2 separate regions of the Sus scrofa genome follow, and region 1 is linked to region 2. The links are chromatin contacts, called in public Hi-C maps. All regions are on one chromosome and are shown on one strand. Each heading gives the region's core, a stretch centred on a gene start, on an enhancer-like site or on the middle of the called end of the contact. The rest is flanking DNA. Distances are from core to core; before and after follow the strand shown. Region 1 holds the start of PIBF1 (progesterone-induced-blocking factor 1). Region 2 holds the start of MZT1 (mitotic-spindle organizing protein 1).

Region 1 (3,533 bases), core at 823-3,322, 57 kb after region 2:
TGCTCACCCTTGATTAAAAATTTGATGATCATGCGCCGCAGAAACTAGATCTTTCGGCACTGAAAAACCGGGAAGTTTCTGTTTCTAGATTTCAAGGAGGAGCTAGGAATAAGAAGTCTACAAGTGCTTTACTGATATTCTTTATAGGAACAATATTTATAGGAACTGATATTCTTTATGGGATATAAGAGAGAAATTTGAAAAGTTAAATATTTCTTAATTTGCATACTCTAGTGAGATTTCATTATCAGATCTAATCCAGAATCTCTCAATTAGGGGAGTGATTTTTGCCCCAGGGGATATCTCACAAATTTGGAGGCTTTTGGGGTAGGTACAACTCAGTGGGGGAGGGGAGGTTTGCTACTGGCTTCTACTGTGTATAGGCCACGGACGCTGCTAAACATCCTACAATGCGGAAGACAGCCTTCCCACAACAAAGAATTATCCAGTCCAATATGTCAACAGTACTAACACTGAGAAACCCTGACCCAACAAAAGTAAACTAGGATTCATCACACATTACTTATATAACATAAAAATACCCAAAATCATATTTTCTAAGACCGCACATTAAGTTCAAACACATTAAGTGAAACATAACAAAGGTCTTGAATCTGAAACACAAAGGATTCTATTTTTTAACCTCATCATCCTCAGAGTGATCAGTTATAAAACTTTTAGGAACTAAATAATATTCTGAAGAATATAAAATCTATGGTGTTACCTTCTGACAATGTCACAAATTGCCACCAGGAACTCTCCCTCCAGTTTAGCTAATTCTACAGTTTTCATATAATTGACATAATTTTCCCCTACCTGTGGTGCTCATTAGTAAATGTATAGAAATGCTTCTCCTGGTTATTAGTCACGTCTCGGATTCGTTTATATACAGGAGCACTCCGATTTCTCACTTCTTGGAGAACTGTTTGTAGTACAATGACATTCCTGATCGCAGGGTCCTCGAGAACATCAATCTTTAAAAACAAATAAATAATAAGTAAAAGACTTAATTTTTCCCATGTTCAATCATACAGTCTTTCTGTTGAACATAAAACCCTGGCAGTTAAAAAAAAACATTAAATATGCATTAAACTAAGGAGCTATTTTGCAATAGAAAACCCTTCAGGTCGATAAATATGAGTACACGTAAATAGACTAATTACAAAACTTTGTAGAACTCCACTAATAAAGAAATACGTTGGCCCACATAGTTTTCGTTCGTAGGCACTTACAAGCTGCCTGAGGGTCGCAAGCTGGAGGCCACAGAAGGCCAGGTCCCCGGCCTCCAGATATTAAAATCTAAGGCAGAAGAGACATCAGGAGTTAGCAAATTAATGTATCTAAACTAAAATTCTTATAACTCCAAGAACTTAAAAATAACAGTACATAGAAAAGAACCTCGGCCTGGGGGGCAGGAGGCATGAATCCCGATGGGGTTTGCCTCTCCCTACGTACGCAATGATGCCCAAGACGCTCCTCCCTGGGCCTCAGTCTCCCTAACCGTTATACCCCTTTCTCTTGGTGGGGCCAGGGTGTCAGCAGTTCGCCCTCCTACTGGCGCACCTGGTGCAGCAACACGTTGGTATCAGGCAGCAAATAGTGTGGCTGCGGGCAGAGGCTGCTGGCCGGGTCCAGGGGCTGAGGCTCGAGGACAGGTCCCTCATGCGCACCGCCGCACGCCGCGCAACCGGGAGCACCGCAGCCGATGTCATCTCGCAGGTAATGCTCCCGCACGATCTTCATCACGCCTCCAGCCCGCGTCTTTTTTAAGAAAGTTTTGGACTTGAGCATCTTGCCTCGCCGCGCGTGATCCCAACTTCTGCAGCTGTCTTCCGGCGAAAGTTTCAAGCTCGGATTCCTGGCGCACAACTACACTTCACCCGGAATTTCGCCCTGTAGCCTCCAGGATATTAGTAAAACCTTCTCGCGGGAAAACCTCGAGACTGAGGTTGGTTGGCTCTCTGAGGGCTGCGAGGATTGGAAGAAGCAGGCAGGTGGGCGGAGTCCGGAGCCATTTCCGCCGGTGAAGAAGGTGGGCCTGCCTCCGGACTCCAGCTCCCAGCATGCATTGCTTCCCGCGCCTGGGTGGAACCGGGAGGGCTGAGTTCCGGTGGCGTGGGCATCCGTCTGCTGCAGGTTCCTCCGTCCTTCTCCCGGCGTGGAAATGGTTGTCTTGGTTACGGATCCTAACGGTTCCTTGCCTGAAATTCCTTGTTGAGGGTCTGCAACACGAGCTGCTGTCTGCAGACTTCTTCGGCTCCCTAAGTGGCGGCTGTGGTGGCTGCTTCAGCTTTTGATGTGGAGTATTTGAAGCTTCCCCTTCCTTTTTCACATGGGACGAGAAATCCTCTGTTGCGGCCAAATTCGGGTTTTATTCTTCACGCCGCGCGAGTGGGCAGTGCTAGTCCCGACCCTTTGTATTCCAGGTGATGTTGCCTGTCTTTGATCTCACCTTTGCTTACCTCTTCTCTTTGTAATCGAGAGGAGCGGATCCAACCAAAGTTCTTACGTTGCCCTCCATACATGCACCTTTTTTTGTAATCATTCATTAAGAAGAACTGGTATCTACAATACCGTAAGTAATTTATTATATCGTGTATTATTAAAACAAGGGAGTTGCTGAAATTTTTGTGAAAGGTGAGAAGTTCGATTTAGATTGAGGGATTTTTCTTTTTCCTCTTGTTTTGATATTTCTATCTGTCAATATGTTTTCTATCACTATTTCCCTTTTAAAAACCTTTGGTGATGCTTCACTGCCTGTAGAGTAGATTTCGAACAGACTGAAACATTCACAGACTGAAACATTCACGGCCGTCCATAGGCTTGACTATGTATAGGGCATAGCCCTTCGGTGTGTTTGTGCTGAGGGGGTTGGGGGTGGGAAGGGGTGGGTGGATTCGCTGCTCAAATTCACGTAGACTTGGTCCAGCCAGACTACCACCATCGCCCTCTGTTGTTCTACACTTTCACCACCTCTACACCAATCTTAATACCTGCATGCTTTTTTTTTTATTGCTCCTCTCCAAATCCTTCAAGATTCTAAGTCCTACCTCTGTTTAATTTTCCCCAGACCAACTCAGAAGTAACGTCCTGGTCTTGAACATGTGCTCCTTTTATTAGTAGCATGCTTGGGTACTAGCTATTTAGGGCTTTATTGTTTATCTCATACATTTCCTTGTTTATTCCAAGAGACGTACCAGGAATTTTTTTTTTTTTTTGGCCGGGCCCTTGATGTGCAGAGGTTCTGGGGGGCCAAGGATGGAACCCAAGCTACAGTAGTGACAGTGCAGAATCCTTAACTTCTAGGCCACCAGGGAACTCTTGGATTTTTTCAATCATCAAAATATGGGTTTATAATAGGATTTAATGAGTTTGATTTAATATGTTTGATCTGAGCAGTAATTACCAATCTGTCTTAGATTTAGGGATCCTCCTGTTTGCCTATTAACTACTTCAGGAACCCTTAGTATCTCTGATACTGATGCTTTCCACAGAGCATGTTTGAGTACATTTAAATCAATACTTTTCAACCT
Region 2 (3,312 bases), core at 481-2,980:
ACCATAACGTTGTTCACATATAGTTACCATGTAAACAAATCCACTTAACACCTAATAAGCTATGATATATCAATAAGGATGGGAAACAGGCTGAATACGGAGTTAAGAAAAAAAGTCTATTTTTCAGAAAAATAGCAAAGCAGCAACTAAGTAAAATATTAGACCCCAAAGCGCTAATAATATAAAGAAGTCTTTTTGAAAAGGAGAGCAGCCAGCCAGTGCAAAAAAAGGCAGAAGCATTATCAGAAGTCTCCACAAAGAGTGGCTCTGATAGGAAATGGACCTTACAGTGAGACAGAGATGAGGCATGAAGGCTGACAATGCTTACCTGTGAAAATTTCTAGTTTTGACAGAATTAGAAGGTGAGGTGGTATCCTCTGGAAAATGCAAAGTTTTAACATGCATCAAATCCTCATATACAGGGGGACGCAAATGAGGCGTCCGCAAGTGGGATAACATCTTATACACAAAGTACAGGAACTATCTTTTAACTATCTCTGAGATGCCCTTACTTGGTTTTTTATTTAAATATTCACACAACTCTAGGTAACTTCGTTTTACGGGGGGCGGGGGAGGAAAGCAAGCTCAAGGATGTCTAAGCAGCTTGTCCAAGCCCACCACCACCTGGGGTAGAAAGTGGCAGAGAGGAGAGGATAACTTCCACGCGATTATTTTTCTACTACTTGCGGGTAGGTTTTACCCCCGTGCTCGGGACTCGAAAAACAGGTAAATACGCCCAGAGCCCTCGACACAGGCATCACCTGCTCCAAGACTAAACCGGTCCGCTGCACTTTTGATAAACGCACAACTTGTTCCTTCACGGTCTATTTAAAATGCGCCTGCTGACGTGCAAGGGACAAAAGATGTAGCGGTGACCAAACACGTGAGGCCGCTCTCCGCGAGGGGCTTAAAGTCTGGCAGAGGCTTCTGAGGCGCTCCCCGCAGTAGAGGGAGTGAGCCAGCTGGGCGGGGCTGGCAAGGCCCGCACCAGAGGAAGGACGCGGGAACTCGAAGCGGGAGGGGGCGTGGCATAGGGAGGGGGCGTGGGCTGAGCGTTCCGGTGGCAGGATTCGGGTACGCAAGACCACGGCGTGGGGAGGGGGGCGTCGCACCCGGAGAGAGGCGCGGGAGGGGGCGTGGGATGTGCACGCTGGACACGGACTGCGCGCGCGGTCCAGCGCGACAGAGGCTGAGCGCGCGCCGGGCTGACGTGGGGCCGCAACGCTGTGCGCGCGACAAACTACGCAGGAGCGAAAAGACGACTCCGAAGGGATGAGGCCATCAGCCCCGCGGCCTTGGCGGGGTGCCCTGACAGACTCCCCAAAGATGCAGATCAGGCCAGGAAGTGGACCTGAAGTCCCTTTGGGCCCACCCCCGCCTGGGGGCGCTGGCTTTAAGGAACGGATGCAAGGTAAAGGGGGGCGAAACGGGCACTCACCGTCCATGGTCTCCCTCACTGCATTCAGATTCGCCGCCGCCGCAGCCCCGGAGCCGCTGTTACCCGCCATGGTGAAGGCCGAGGAAGGGTAGCGAAGGGCCTGACCCGGAACTGGAGCGCCTTCCTTTCTCCTGGGCAATCACACCGCGCGTCCCCTTCTCACGCCGGTCAGGCCCCGCCCACGCCTGGCAGCCCCGCCCCTCGCGCCCGTCGCCGGCGTGAGGCTGCGTTGATTTGAATTTGGAGCCTCGTTACTCTACGCGGAATGCGAAGCGAGGAGTTGCCATTCGAATTTACTACGCGGCCTCGACTCGATTGGCTGGTTCGCGGACAGCGGTGCGGCGCGATTGGCCAGTCGCCCACAGGGCCAGAGCCCTGGTTGGCCTAAGACAGCGCGGAAGCGGGGAGTTAAAGAGTCTGCCTGTCGTGTGAGCCGGCCTGGCACCCCCGGGGCGTCCTGGAGTCGCTTTGCGGGGGGGCTTTCTTTTTTTTTTTTTTTTTTAAAAACACACAGCTAGGTACGTTGTCTGTAGTTCCTGGCTTTTCCTCCTGTCTCGAATTGGAGAGCTCACTTTGCCCAGCTCCGGACCTGCCTGCCGGCTCTCCCGGGATGAATGGGAGCTGCCAGGGAGTAGGTGCGGAAGAAGGGGCGCCAAGAAAGAGTGGTCTAGTAGGGCTGGCGATGACACCGGCGTGAGTGCCCTCCTCTGCTCTTCACCCGAGGAGGCCAGCTGCACATCAGCCTTCCAAGGAGTAGGTCCTTTTTCTCTGGTTGTAGCTTCCTTTGACAGGAAATAATTGTCTCGCCTTCTGTCCTGGGGGTCTTAGGGAAACGAGGGTGTTCGAGAAAAGGCAGCCGAAAGCGGTTAGTTTCCTAGCCCTAAACAGGCACACTCTCTTTAATGTGCAAGAAGGGCACGGTGCACAAGCTTCCTGGTCTCTTATTTGCTTGCTGTAAATAACTGATGTTTAGTAATTGCATTTTTCTAGGAAATGACTGGGCTCTCCGAATTATGCTCAAAGTGCTTAGAGACTTGAGATAATGAATTAAAAAAAAAAAACTGTAGGTATAAATTCTTTAGTTGAAAAAGGCTTTGTGCCTGTTGTGAACTTTAGTTGCCTAGAAGGTGGACCGGAACTCTCATATTTGGACTGGTACTTGTAAGCCACTTAAATTCTCTGAGCTTGTAGATTTTCTGCAAAAATCTCTCTCCAGCACCTTCCCCCTCTAGCTTTCTAAGTTATTTAGAGGATCACCCTTGAGAAAATGTATGTGGAGCTCTTGTTAAACTATTTTTTAAAAATCCCAAGAGTGCTAGCTTTTGAGTTAATTCTTTTATGAAATGTTCGTTGAATATATTTTAATTGTCAAAATGAATGTCTGAAACTTTGTCCTTTTATACACACTTATGATTTCTTTTTAGTTTTCTCTCTGCGCTATGGGAGATGTCAAAGAATCAAAAATGCAGATAACACCTGAAACGCCAGGAAGGATCCCTGTTTTAAATCCTTTCGAAAGTCCTGGTGATTATTCTAGTCTCCATGAACAAACTCTCTCCAGTCCTTCTGTTTTTAAATCGACAAAATTACCAGTAAGTTATGCTTGACTAGTGTTTACAAATAGCTTTGAATGTAAATATCTTACTTTACAAGATAAGTAGGTGATTTATCCTGGAACATATGTATCTGGAATGTGCTTTTTAATTGTACCATTCATTATAATATAGTTGTTGGGCAAAAAATAAGTTAACCAGATTTTTTAAATTAGCATTTCTTTTTATTTTACATACTTAGGATTTCATGTTAGTGTAATAGATAATGTGTTAGTTTCCTACAACTGTGGGTTCAGCTAGATAATGTGGTTGATGACATAT

The links. Hi-C and Micro-C count contacts between places; a contact is called where the count stands out from the background.
Region 1: a contact with region 2 is called in a Hi-C map of liver, with 3 times the contacts expected there. The contact joins the promoter of PIBF1 here to the promoter of MZT1 in region 2. A contact is called at or near these places in 2 of 5 promoter capture datasets (fetal liver and liver), 4 of 47 Hi-C or Micro-C datasets (heart right ventricle, liver and skeletal muscle) and 1 of 2 datasets of contacts at active chromatin or transcription factors (alveolar macrophages).

Annotation. Positions count from the first base shown.
Region 1 is chr11:45,073,974-45,077,506 of Sscrofa11.1, forward strand. It overlaps PIBF1 (progesterone-induced-blocking factor 1), which reads left to right and starts at 2,073. Exons shown (of 18, transcript XM_021065663.1): 1 at 2,073-2,575. It overlaps DIS3 (exosome complex exonuclease RRP44), which reads right to left and starts at 2,000. Exons shown (of 21, transcript XM_003131019.5): 1 at 1,564-2,000; 2 at 817-974. The coding sequence starts at 1,791.
Region 2 is chr11:45,017,279-45,020,590 of Sscrofa11.1, forward strand. MZT1 (mitotic-spindle organizing protein 1) reads right to left here and starts at 1,731. Exons shown (of 3, transcript XM_003131018.5): 1 at 1,439-1,731. The coding sequence starts at 1,508. BORA (protein aurora borealis) reads left to right here and starts at 373. Exons shown (of 12, transcript XM_005668463.3): 1 at 373-1,411; 2 at 2,863-3,030. The coding sequence starts at 2,878.